2 separate regions of the Mus musculus genome follow, and region 1 is linked to region 2. A link is a contact called in public HiChIP or PLAC-seq data. All regions are on one chromosome and are shown on one strand. Each heading gives the region's core, a stretch centred on a gene start, on an enhancer-like site or on the middle of the called end of the contact. The rest is flanking DNA. Distances are from core to core; before and after follow the strand shown.

Region 1 (3,074 bases), core at 479-2,978, 320 kb before region 2:
GAGGTACTCTGGAGTGTAATAGTGTTTGCAGAGAACTTCAGTCTAACATTGTGTCTAAACTACTTATTCCACAACTTCTTAAGAAACAGATGGAATACAACTTTTATTCTATTGACCTATAAGGAAATACATGTTTTTAATTGTTGGTCAACAACTCTGATATGCAACGAGTAACCCCAAAAGTACAAGTGAAGTACTCAGGTCTGTGAGCCCAGCTATGCAGGAGGCTAAGGCTGAGGGATGGCCTGTCTGAGTAACTGCCAGACATTGTCTCAGTATTGCAAGAAACAATAAAAGATGTCAGTGGGGAGGCACTGAGCTAGGGCTGTAGGTCAGTGGCATGTACAAGGCCTGGTGTTTGATGTTTCACCAAAGAAATCCAAAAGTGTATTTAAAGTGGTTAAACTAATTGATATCTTTAAAAACATTGATTTATTTTTTATTTTTATTTTTTTATGATTTTTTTTGAGACAGGGTTTCTCTGTGTAGTCCTGGCTGTCCTGGAACTCACTCTGTAGACCAGGCTGGCCTCGAACTCAAAAATCCACCTGCCTCTGCCTCCAGAGTGCTGGGATTAAAGGCATGCGCCACCACGCCAGGCTAAACACATTTATTATGAGCAATTTATAGACAAAAATAAAATGGTCACTAATAAAAATAAACTTATTAAATTCTTTAATGTATTCTGAAAAATTTGAAAGGTAAGTTTAAATTATACATATTAAGCATACAGTTAACTGTACTTCAGTTATATTTTGAAGTTGTAAAGTGGGGAGGGGCACTGGAGAGCTGGCTCTGTAGTCACAGCACCGGCTGTGCAAGCATGACGGTTTGGATCCCAGAACCCATGTAAGCATAGGGCAGGTCTGGTGGCAACCGTGATCCTCAAACCCAGGAGATGGAGAGACTTCCCGTGGCAAGTTGGCTAACTAGATAAGACAGACTGGAAGCTCCAGATTTTATAAGACTTGCCTCAAGAAAACAGAGTGGAAGAGGCTAAGGAAGACACCACAATCCACCTCAAACCTTCACATGCACGTACAGCTGCACGTACACGTGACTACATGCATACACGTATGCTACACACAAAAGGTACGCACGAGTACACACAGACAGCAGCTGCAGCCAGCATGTCACTTACTGTGCTCTGCTTCACCCGCTGATGAGGAGAGTTGAAGAGGAAGGTGCCGAACAGCGAGATCCGGGTGCTGTCACACAGCACTGCTAAGTACGTCTCGGAGAACTCGAAGGCAGCTGGGTACTGCTCGAGCAGCTGCCACGTGGTATCCAAGAACAGCAAGAATAAAGGAGACTGGCAAGAACAGACAGACAAAGGGGTTATTTAATGCTGCTCTCTGGTTGTCATATTTACTTCCAGATTTACTGCTGGTATAGAGGCTAACAAAAAAAAAAAAAAAAATCTAAGCCTCAAACAGTTGGCAGAGCTGACCTAAGACCACCTGAACAGATTAAGCCTATCTGTGTCAAGACACACATTTAATTTAAAAAAAAAAAAGGGGGAGCTGTGCTTGGCAAGTGTGGTAAGACCAAACAAACAAGTGTGCAGGCATGTGCAGAAGCAAGAAAGCAAACAGGTTCAGACATCCTGTAAGCGGTCCTACACAACACAAAGCACTCAGCCAAACTCTGTAACTTGTGGTTGATCTGCATGCTCACCATCCAGGAACTCCCCCAAGATTATAGAGTTTGGCATCAGCCCTAGGCCATGTGGAGTCCCCTGGGAGGCAGTTGCTGGGCCTCACTTGGATGCACTGCCACCTGTCCATGGTGCTTGCCAACCTGGCTGCTGGCCTTCTGCAGCCAAACAGGGAGCCCAGGAAGCCACACAGGTGTTAGAAAGATGTTTCTCTCAAAATCTCATTTCCCAGAAATGAGACACCAAAGGTGATTTTAGTTAGTTGGGTTACTCTTAGCATCTAACTGTATACAATAGGGGCTGCATAATGGTGTTTGCATACATGTGTGAGGTGCCTTGGATTGTCAGCACCTGCTCTCTTACACAGTACCCCTCCCCATTCCCCAGCAGTCCTCCTCACTTAAGAGAACATGTGCTATGTGTCTCCCCAAACCTGGCCTATTCTGCTTCACCATCATGATTTCCAGTTCCCTCACCACTCCTTCTTTTTCATGGTGCAGTACCGTGTCTTGTATACATACATATGCTGGATTTTCCTTACCCATTACCAAGTTGGGATAATGCCACAGTAAACGTGGACAGTATCGTTGTCCCTCCTTGTATACAGCAAGGAGTGACACAGCTGGGTCATAGGGTAGCTCCTGTTTTAGATTTTTAGGAACCTCCATACTGATTCCCGTGGGGACTGCACTAGTTTACATTCCTGCCAGCACTCATCTGAACAGCACTGGCTGTTTGCCTATGCCAGCACTTCCTCTCTGCTTTCCGCTAGTGGCTTCGATGCTATGCTTATATTAAAGGTCTCTAATTCATTCTGAATTGATTTTTTAACAGGGAGAGGAAGGAATCAAGTTCCAGTCTTCTGAATGTGGATAATCTGTTTTCCCCTGCATCCACTTAATAAAGAGACTATCTTCAGTGTAGATTTTCCGTACTTCTGAAAATCACATAGCTGTAATTGCATGCACTTATCTCTTAGTTCAGTATTGCTGTCTTGTCTTTTCTTTCCCTTTGTGCTAGCCATACGCTGGTTTTGTTAGCTTTGCTCTACAGTAAGACTCGAGATGAAGTATTGCTGTACCTCTAGCACTGCTGCTTCTATTTCTGCTAATAATCCTTGTCCTAAAGTAGGATCTATTTTGGAGAAAGTTCCATGAGCTACTAAGAAAAATGTGTATCGGATAGCTGTTAGGTAGAATACTCTGTAGATGTCCATATGTGATCTGCAATGCAGCTTAATTGTCATGGTTTTGCTTGTATTTTTCTCAATGGCCTATAAATCTGGGAGGTGTTAGCTGCTTTTCTCATGGCTGGACTCAAACGCCTGGCGAGAAGCAGTCACAGAGGAAAGGCTTATTCTGGCTCACAGTCTGAAGGTGTCTCCTGCATAGCAGAAAGCAGGGTAGGAGTGACAGCT
Region 2 (3,396 bases), core at 473-2,972:
GACGGTGAGAGGAAGGTTATGGGGTAACCAACAACTCTCTGGTTAGATTTGAAGCCAGCTCCATAGGATGAAATTCATGGCTGGTACTATAAGTCTAGCGAAAAGCTCTGAGGTCAGAGGCGCAAGAGGAGAATCGACTATACTGTTGCCTTTTGAAATGGAACTGTTACAAAATTGCTTCCTATATATACTATGTTTATACTCATGAATCCATTCTGCCTTCCCACAACCTTAGCCAAAGGAACTTCTCTTTGCTATGGTCATGAGTTAACGTAAAAACTCCTAACTGGTCAAAGTGTTGATAATAAGTGATTACTTAATGTTGAGTGAGACAGGTCTGCATGAACGACTCCCTGCCTGCGACTCCCTGCCTACCGAGGCTCAGGGAACTTTGTGAAAGAAGGGGTTGAAGGAATCTAAGAGCTAGCAGATAAGGAGGTATGCTGTGAAGTGCTGTCATCTCTACACAGCATGGCACTGCACCTATGAGCTCTCTGCCATGATAGCTATCTGCACAAGATCAGTCAACTCTGTGTGTGTGTGTGTGTGTGTGTGTATCTTTGTGTATGTGCCTGTGTGTGTGTGTGTGTATCTCTATGTGTGTATGTGTCTGTGTATATATGTATCTGTGTGCCTGTGTACATGTGTGCCTGTGTGTGTCTCTCTCTGTGTGTATGTATCTCTGTGTGTATGTCTGTGTATGTCCATGTATATCTGTGCCTATGTGTATCTGTGTGTGTGTTTCTGTGTGTATCTGTGTCTGTGCATATGACTGTGCATCGTGTGTGTGTGTGTGTGAGCAAGTGTGTGTGTGTGTGTGTATAAAAAGTGAGTGAGAAAGAGAGCACATTCTGTAGGAAGGGAATGCTGGGAGGTACCTTGTAGAAGTGGGAGAGAAGGGAAGAAGACCTGGGAGTGGGTCTGATCAAGACACATTGTTTATATGTACAGATTTTCAAAGGATGAAAGTTTTTTGGTTTTTGGTTTTTTGCTTTTTTTTTTTTTTTTTTTTTGGTTTTTCGAGACAGGGTTTCTCTGTATAGCCCTGGCTGTCCTGGAACTCACTCTGTAGACCAGGCTGGCCTCGAACTCAGAAATCTACCTGCCTCTGCCTCTCAAGTGCTGGGATTAAAGTCATGCGCCACCACTGCCCAGCGAAAGATATTCTTTATAGAGACAGGGAGAGAAGAATTTTTCTCAAATAAGCTACAAAGTGAAAACCCACATTTGTGATTTTCCTCTGACCTTCCCAGGCATGTCCTGCCATGTGCCGTATGTGCCCACGTGCACACAGGCACAGACACAAACACGCACGCACACATTCACACTGAGAACAATAAAAGGGAGGGGGTAGATCCCTCAGCCCTTCCACCATCCGAAGACTCTGAGACAAGCACCAACTACAAAACAGGAAGCCTACAGTAGAATCATCGCTCACCAGTGCCCCAGGCCCCAGCAGTGTGCAGGTTAAATCCCTGCTGTTTATAAGTTAAGTTAAGCTGGGTGGGGTCTGAGATAGTCTGTCGCAGTAGCACCAATTACCCAAGACATGGGTATGTGCTCTTCCTACCCTAGCAGCAGAAGCACACACACACACACACACACACACACACACACACACACACACACAGCCTTCTTCCTTTGCTTCTCCAGCCCTCTCCTCTCAGCAACTCTTTCATCATCCGGCCTCCGCACTCTCTCTGTAGCCAGTTCCCATGTGAGGCAATCGGGCACTGACTGTTTTTCCTGAGCAGACACATACTGACTGACTCAGGGAACAGACCACAGAGCTGGATCTCTGCGGCTGGGCTCGCTCTTCTCCTCTTTGACCATGCACGTGGAGATGAACTCATTGACCATGGGAAACGAGGCACTGGGTAGTCCTTTGATTATTACCTACAGTTGCTCGGGCAGAAGTACCAGAAAAGGCGAGGCTTCGGGACAGGAAGTTGCCACTGTATTCAAATGTTATGGTAAAGCTGGTGTCTGTGAAGATTGTGTGGGCGACTTCTGACTTCCCTCTAAGAAACTGTGAAGGAAAGATAAAGAGGGCAATGACCAAAGCAACAGCAACAGTGAGGAAGGGGAGGAAAGGAGAGAAAAGGAGAAAAGAAAGAAAAGCAAACAGAGGTGACCATAGTAAAATTAGAAACTCATGTTTAAAGATTTATTAATAGATTAAAAGCTGAGGCTGGGGAGAAGGCTTGGTGATAAAGTGCCTGCTCTCTGTGTGAGGATCTTAGTTTAGTTCCTCAGTTCCCACAGAAAAAGCCAGGGCTGGTGGTTGTGTATGTAGCACGGCCTCAGATGTCAGAGTCAGAACCAGATGGAGCCCCTGGGCTTACTGGGAAGTCTGTCCATCTGAAAAAGTGAACTACAGGTAAGTGAGAGAAGCCATCTCAAAAATCAAAGTAAGGAGCTACAGGGAAAGACACCTAACATTGACCTCTGGCCTCCATATGGCGTGCATGGGCCACTATACCATATAGACCAAGAAAGAAGGAAAGGAAGGAGGAAGGGAGGGAAGGAATGAGGGAGGAAAGGAGAAAGGGAGGGAGGGAGGGAGAAAGGAAGAAAAGAAGGACAGAAGAATGGAAGGAAGGAGAGAAGGAAGAAGGCATGCATACATGTACAACTTGGGGGCGTGTAGAATATTTACAAAACACATCCAAATAAAGGGCTGATGTCTACAATATGTAAAGAGGTCTTTAGAATCAATAAGAAGATTGTAGAAAAGCTGAGGACACAGTTGAGTGGTAAAGCACTCACTTGGCATAAATGAAGTCTTGGGTTTGGGCCCAGAACCATAAAAGGGAGTGGAGAAGCAAATACTTCAACGGGGAAAGAAAACATTAAAGGCTTAAGTGGAAACTTCATGAAAGAACATCTCTGAATGGCTAACAAATCTGATAGGGAACTCAACCCCATTTCTTCAAGGAAGAATTTAAACTACAGTGTATCATCGTGAGACCATCTCATCCACAACACTTCATGAAAAGAGAGTCAGGCAAAAGCACATGCTGGCAAGGATCCTGAGAGACTGGGGCATGGCTCGCAAGAGTGTAAACTGGTATGGATCTTTAGGAAACAATCAATCTTCAATTATCCAAAAGTTTAGGGACTTGACCAGCAATTTTGCTCCTAGGTGTACATCCAAAATGGATGAAAAAAAAAAAATCCCTACACAGCCAGTACTCACAGCAATACTGTTTATAAGAGGTCCAAAGTAGAAATAACTCAGAGGCCCTCTCAAATGATGATGGGACGAGCAAAGTGTGCATCTATTCAGGGATACATGTCCATATTTGAATGGAGAATGAAGGAGACTTGTCATTGAAAGAAGCCAGTCACAGAAGACCATATATTATCTGATTCCATACATATAAAAGTCTTTGA

The links. HiChIP or PLAC-seq counts read pairs in DNA pulled down with a chosen protein or histone mark.
Region 1: a contact with region 2 is called in an SMC1A HiChIP or PLAC-seq map of large pre-B cells, with 6 times the contacts expected there. The contact joins two enhancer-like sites. A contact is called at or near these places in 1 of 15 datasets of contacts at CTCF or cohesin (large pre-B cells) and 3 of 115 datasets of contacts at active chromatin or transcription factors (T-cell acute lymphoblastic leukemia, embryonic stem cells and large pre-B cells).

What each region holds. Positions count from the first base shown.
Region 1 is chr7:64,331,550-64,334,623 of GRCm38.p6, reverse strand. Mtmr10 (myotubularin related protein 10) reads right to left here. Exons shown (of 16, transcript NM_172742.2): 14 at 1,142-1,312. Among named protein-coding and RNA genes, the nearest start is that of Fan1, 41 kb to the left of the region's middle. Within about 2 kb of position 1,728, at least 11 of the 459 cell types and tissues checked have an H3K27ac peak or open chromatin away from gene starts, as enhancers often do.
Region 2 is chr7:64,010,282-64,013,677 of GRCm38.p6, reverse strand. Gm32633 (predicted gene, 32633) reads right to left here. Exons shown (of 6, transcript NR_169109.1): 4 at 1,897-2,029. Among named protein-coding and RNA genes, the nearest start is that of Gm32633, 25 kb to the right of the region's middle. Within about 2 kb of position 1,722, at least 172 of the 459 cell types and tissues checked have an H3K27ac peak or open chromatin away from gene starts, as enhancers often do.